Linked DNA regions of Rattus norvegicus: region 1 is linked to region 2. A link is a contact called in public Hi-C data. All regions are on one chromosome and are shown on one strand. Each heading gives the region's core, a stretch centred on a gene start, on an enhancer-like site or on the middle of the called end of the contact. The rest is flanking DNA. Distances are from core to core; before and after follow the strand shown. Region 1 overlaps LOC102553173 (a long non-coding RNA gene). Region 2 has its middle 360 kb from the start of Nr2f2.

Evidence for each region. Hi-C and Micro-C count contacts between places; a contact is called where the count stands out from the background.
Region 1: a contact with region 2 is called in a Hi-C map of liver, with 2.9 times the contacts expected there. The contact joins two enhancer-like sites. A contact is called at or near these places in 5 of 12 Hi-C or Micro-C datasets (the Rat2 cell line, Schwann cells, frontal cortex and 2 more).

The regions. Positions count from the first base shown.
Region 1 is chr1:133,395,884-133,399,092 of GRCr8, forward strand. All of the region lies in intron 1 of LOC102553173 (a long non-coding RNA gene), which reads right to left. Among named protein-coding and RNA genes, the nearest start is that of Nr2f2, 29 kb to the right of the region's middle. Within about 2 kb of position 1,783, at least 17 of the 93 cell types and tissues checked have an H3K27ac peak or open chromatin away from gene starts, as enhancers often do. A contact at or near this core is called in liver, where this site is marked.
Region 2 is chr1:133,066,490-133,069,426 of GRCr8, forward strand. No RefSeq gene overlaps it. Among named protein-coding and RNA genes, the nearest start is that of Nr2f2, 360 kb to the right of the region's middle. Within about 2 kb of position 1,267, at least 2 of the 93 cell types and tissues checked have an H3K27ac peak or open chromatin away from gene starts, as enhancers often do. A contact at or near this core is called in liver, where this site is marked.

The DNA.
Region 1 (3,209 bases), core at 533-3,032, 330 kb after region 2:
ATAAGTGTGATCCTTATCACCAGACGATTTAAATCGCCGCCGACAGGCCGCCCAGCTATGAATTACATTCGCTTTATACATAATAAAGCCGAATTTGGGTTTCAGTTCATTGCTGCGGTCCTAGGGTGGAAGAACTAACTGCATCACCTCTCGTCTGAATCTCTAAACACTTGCTCAGATGAGGAGAGAGCACCCAAGATTACCAGGCCAGGGAGAGGACGTTGCGGAGATGGGGACTAGCGAAGGCAAAGCCAAGCGCCCTCTCCCCAGTTCCAGGGAGTTGGGCAGGACCAGACACCCACTCTCGGGATGAGAAGTCGCCTTGCTTTCCTAGCCTGGCCGCCAAATTTGGGATTTGCCAGATGGTGGGATTATCTTCGCGTCTGTTACTGTGTGTGTGTGTGTGTGTGTGTGTGTGTGTGTGTGTGTGTGAGAGAGAGAGAGAGAGAGAGAGAGAGAGAGAGAGAGAGAGAGAGAGAGAGAAGTAAAGAAAAGAGAGTCAATACTGAGAAATCCAGAGACTGAGCTGGCTCATATAAAATGCTCACTCGTTTTCCCTTTAACCGCTTTGGGCCCTGCCACCTTCTGGACCCTCACCCGAGCCCTTGGCATCTCGGATTGGCCTCGCCTCAGGCACAAACAACACCAGTGCCATCCGTGTCCCTGGGCGTCGGCTCCCTGCCTAAGTCTCAGGACCCGAAGCCTAGTGCCCAGATGCAAAGAGCAAGGAGTTGGGGGGTGGGGTACGAGCAAGTCTCCAGGAAAGAAGAGTGGGTGGGTATGAGAGTTGTTAAGGGAGTGGAGCAAAGGGCGGATTGGGAGAAGCGGGACTGGAATAAGGACACCTGGAAGGCATTGTCTTTGCTAGAGACACCTGTCAATCTCTGCTCAGGGGTCTTGGGGCCAGGGGCGGGGAGGCCGCCGCTCTCCTTGGTGATGTCATCTCGGAGTCTCGTCCCTAAGGAGGGTGGGAATGGCTCCGAGGGCGCAGAGCCCAGAGGGCTTAGAAAAGCGTGGGGGAGGAAAAGAGAAAATAAACAGAAGTAGCTCTCTCGGCTGGCAATTTACATGGAAATCAATAATCCAACTTTAATGTTATTTTTAATCTTCCCTGACCGTCTTGCCTTTTCACTGGGGGAGAGGGGATGGGGTTACAGCAGCCCATCCCTCAACCCACACAATCGCTGGGGAAGCCTTGTTATCTCAAATCCTGATGCAACCGACCCTTCCCCCAGATCCACACCCCACCCCCCTTTTCTGCGGGTCGTTCCAAACGCTGCCTTCAGGCATGAGAAGGAAACACTTGGGGACGAGTTTTGAAAGTCTTCCGATACTGCACCGGGTGAAGGGGGAGTTAATTAACGCCAGGCTTGCTCAGCGAGTGGGAGAGGGGGCCTCGGCGTGGGTGGGCGGGCCAGGTCGCATGCTGAGGTGCGCGCGGTGCGGGAGGCGCGGGATCTGGAGGCCCGAACTTGCAGGCCTTTGCTAGCAGGAGGTGATCAGAGGTGGCTTGGGCAGGGAGCGCTGAGATGCCCCCAAGGAGATCCCCAGTTAATCCTGGGGAATTCTGATCTCCCACCTACTGGGTCCCCACTCCCAACCCACCCTGTGCTACAGAACTCTCATTCTTTTCGGCCGGAGCTAATTAGCAGCCTGCCAGCGGCCTGATTTATGGAAACGCTCGGGCGGGCGGAGACGCACCGCTAGCGGAGCTCCGGCTGCCTCCGGGCGGAGCGAAGGAGGAGTCTCCACCGACCTCCTCCGACGAATTTCCCTCCTCCCTGCCGGTTGGGGGGGTGGGGGGGAAGAAGTTGCTGTTTCATTGCTTCGACCTGGCTAGTCCAGGAGCCTACCCCTCGCCCTAACTACCTTAGCCTACGGCGCAGGGATGTCTAGGTTCCTGTGGGCAAGGCGGGGACTGTGACCCAGCCTCAGCTCCCCGCCAGTGTTGAGGCCACCAGGTTTCAGCTCCAGCTGACCAGAAGTTCAGCTAGAATCGGACCCTTTCAGCCCTGGGTTGAATTTCAGTCCAAGGTCCCCAGTGAAGGGACACCGGATCTGAAGGCTCTTAGGACGCCGCTGGAGGACCAAATCAAATCTCCAGGCATGAAGGAGAGATGGGCATCCGTAAAGGGACAGACTCATATGTCTTTGTGTGGATCCTAGAGGCCACCAGCAGTGTTCCTTTCCAGTTTCTAGTTTCTATTTGGTGTTGTCCTCCAATGAGAGCCTCTCTTCGGTCCAAGCGAGTGCCCAGCCAGCGAAAGGCCATTACTAGAAGTATTTAGCCAGTGGTTTACCCCCCCCCAAAAAAAACCCAGCAAAATCTGATGTTTGCCTTCCTGGGTTGTTGTGCGGGACCGAGGAGGAAGGGGAAAAGCAGATCTCCCCTTTTCCCATTGACCCCAGTAGTGAGGGTGGAGGGAAAGGGGGAGGTGAAGGACAGAGGAATCTCAGCATGGACCTGTTGCTGGCATTCAAGCAACCCTTCTGCTCTTCAGGAAGGCACTGTTTGCCCATGTTTCTCCAAAATGCACCAGAGGGACTCGATCGACCTTGAGAGCATCTGTACCCACTGGAAGCATTTGAAAGGGGCAAAATAGGCAGACCCAGGGGCCAGAGGCTCGGAGTTAAACTGGACTGCACCCCGTTTCTCTCTCAAACCTCACCCTAACAACCCAGGCCTTTCTGGGTTGAAATGGAAGTGGTAGTGACAGATTATCTCTACAAGCTCGTGTAAACTTAAAAACAATGCATCGCTCTGCCCTTTTCAGAAGTTTTTTGATCTCCTGGCTGCTACAAGAGCAGCATCAGCAACCTTCCCCTCAAACCTGCAGGCACCTGTCATCTCCCACCTATAGGCCCTCAGTTCCCCTCTCTTTATGGAGACCAGTTTGTGTTTGAAAGCCCTAAGTTTCCTAACAGATTGAGAAAATTTAGTAAAACACACACACACACACACACACACAGAGAGAGAGAGAGAGAGAGAGAGAGAGAGAGAGAGAGAGAGAGAGAGAGGAGAGGAGAGAGACACACAGAGAGGAAGGAGCGACACAGAGAAAAAAGCAGAAATAAAAAACATTTTCAAATGGTAATCGTTAATTCGTAAAGTTTTCCAAACCCATGAAAGACTGTGGAACTGAGCCTTGCTCTCCCTCTATAATGTGACATTCAGAACCTTGAGTGTCTGTGGCCTCTCTGAATTCCCC
Region 2 (2,937 bases), core at 17-2,516:
AAGACAATATCCCAAATTATGAACTGATAATATGTTCAACACGGCAGAGCTCATTAACACACTGGACTCGGCCTGTGACAATGTGTTCCTTTTCTTTCCTTGTTTACCTGGAAATCTCTAATTGCCACTACAGAAACTTCAACAGCCCAGTGGATCTGTTTGAGAGGGCAGAGCCTACCTAGGTGGATCTTGCTGTCTCTGTACAGTAGTAGCAGCGTGTCCTCCCCTCTTCCTGTCATTCAGAATTGTGTAATCGGGGGCTGGTTAGGTTTTTACCTCATTCTCACCAAGTGGAAATTATTCCCTGAAAGCTGACCGTGGTTTCTGAATGAAAGCATTCCCAGGAATCCTGGCCCATGAAGGCAGTCTTGGAGGAAACATGAAATTACGTTGGGTTCTAACAGGTAACAATAATGACTTTTTCACCTGCCAACTGCTAACTTAAAATTCCCACACAGGTTGGCCATTTCTGTTCGGTGTGTTCTTTGAATTTCAGCTGCTTTGCTTTTCAGTGCCTCGTTTCTCCCGCGCCTCCTTTGTGTCAGAGCCTCACACTGGGTTCTCCTTCTTTGGTGCCGGGGCTTTCTTTTCACAGTGACATTTCAACATAAACAGTCAATATTCATTACCTCAAAGGAGACTTCCCTCCTATTGCTGACCAATTAAATACCAGCTGAGATGGGCAGACAAAGGTAAGGGAGCTGTAACACAAGACAGGCTTAGTTTCCTCCCTGCTCCCTTCAAGGATGAAAAAAAATGTAATCAAAACAAAGAGAGCTGGGGATTTAGGGACTATCTGTGTCCGAGAGGCACGGTTCCGCTGGATATCATGTCTCCTTATCTTTTCATCTGGCGTACTGCAGAGAGTGGGGGTTTTGCGTTATTTTTTGTTGTTGTTTTTAATAATTCACCACCATGCATTTTTTGAGGTTTCGCCGAGAAGGACAATCAGCCCTTAATTAGTTCCTGACTGAAGACGGCCACATTGGCTTAGGCTGTTTCCTCGGTTGCTGGTGGACCTGACCTTTATTTTCTTACTCCGCTGCCTAATTTGATTTAGCTTGATTTCTGTATTTCTCCACCACACAAGAGCGACTCAGGAGGCGCCACTTAGAACATCTGTTGAGACAGAGCCCTTTCGGATGAACTCGCCACGTCCCGGGAATTGCTGGGAATGGCTGTGAGGCTCCTCAGCTGAGTCCTCTGAACTGTGCCTTCACTTCAGGGAAGGAAGTGGGGGAGAGTATTCTCGTAGATCCCCTTGAATCATTAAACAGCTCAACTTCCTTCTTACCCCCAGGCACCCCTCCCCCTCTGCACTCACTCTCTGGGATGCACAGAGAATGCCCCGGCACTTCTGGAACCATTTTCTTCGGAAACCTGGAGAGCAGTGTTGTTGTGTTTAAATTCTGCACATTTCCAACTCTCTCTCTCTCTCTCTCTCTCTCTCTCTCTCTCTCTCTCTCTCTCTCTCTCTCTCTCTCTCTCTCTCTTACATACACACAATCTGGAATGGCTGATTTGCTCCAACTTGTGAGACTTTTCCTCCTCACACAGGAATTGTGCAACAAAGTAGGCATTCCAGGTTTCTGGGTTTTCCTCTGTGGAATCTTCCAAAAATCCTATTCGCCTAACTAGAACATTCTCCGCATTGTAAGAGAGTTACACCACACACATTTTTTGTTGTTGTCGTGTTGTTGCTGTGGTTGTTGTTGTTGTTGTTTTTCTTTGGAGCCTGGATACAAAGGGCTGGAACTCCACCTGCTATCCAGAGTATCCTCCCCAAATCAACAGGGTTCCTTAAGGGCGGCCTGAGTGAGGAAGACTCCATATCCAGGCAGCCCTCAGGATCTGTTCACCTTCATGAACCTGCATACCCTTCCCAGCTTCCTCACGATGCCAAAAGCAGTTGCAATGTTCCTAAAACGAACAAAAGTCGGCCCTGAGATCCCTACTCCGTGTCTTTTAAAAACGCAGAGCAGTGGTGAATACTGGGAGCGGTAGTCAGTTCAAACTACGTGTGTCGTCTTAATTAGCTGCTCCACTAAAGGGATATCCCAGTTTAATCTTCTGAGAGCCACTCATGAATTATTACTTTGCTTTGTCTCATGAAAACGAAGGCACGGTGAATCCAAGGTGGTCAACTTTTATGTACCTGGGTATCTTTTCTTACGTAAAGAAAGATGGACATTTAGTTCAGAGCAAATGTGTGCCCTCCCCGCCCCCCACCCCACGTTAGATTAGGTGACTTTAGTCATCATGAGAGAACTGTATTTTCTATTTGTGCTTCTAGCAGCTAGAGGGCACAAAAGAATGCTTTTACTTTGCCTTGTCTTTTTTTTTTTTTTTTTTTTTTTTTCCTCTTCCCCACTGAATGGAGCTATGCAGACTCAGAAATAAACAATGCAAGAGAGGCTGGCGGTTTTATTGCACCTCCCTTATGTAGATGTCATTAAAAAAAAATCCCCTTCCAACAGGATTACAGATTCCGGAGGAGAATGGTATGCGAGTGTGGCCTTGGAGAGCTACATCTTCCTAAAACAAAGAGTGAAACCCAAAGAAAGAGAGCCTCGAAGTGGGGTGAAACAAGTTTGGACCATCGTTATGCTTCCAAACTATTTTGTAAAGCTCTTTGTTCCAATGCAATATAAACACGTGTTTAACCTTTATCATTTGAGCATCTTAAATATTAATGTTGGTTGTGCTTCCGCATTAACAACATCTATTATTTTTGCGCTAATAAGAGGCTTACAAGAATAAACATGAAAGGCTTGGAGCGACCTCCCTGTCAATTAAGAAAGTCAGCAGTACTTCAAGTGCACACTTCCAACAGATCCCAGCCACTGGGATCAGACCGAAATGCATGCTTCCAGCTAAGGTCCCACCCCACCACTCTTAAGTTTCTTAAATCATCTCCTGCCCACTGATGCACACCCC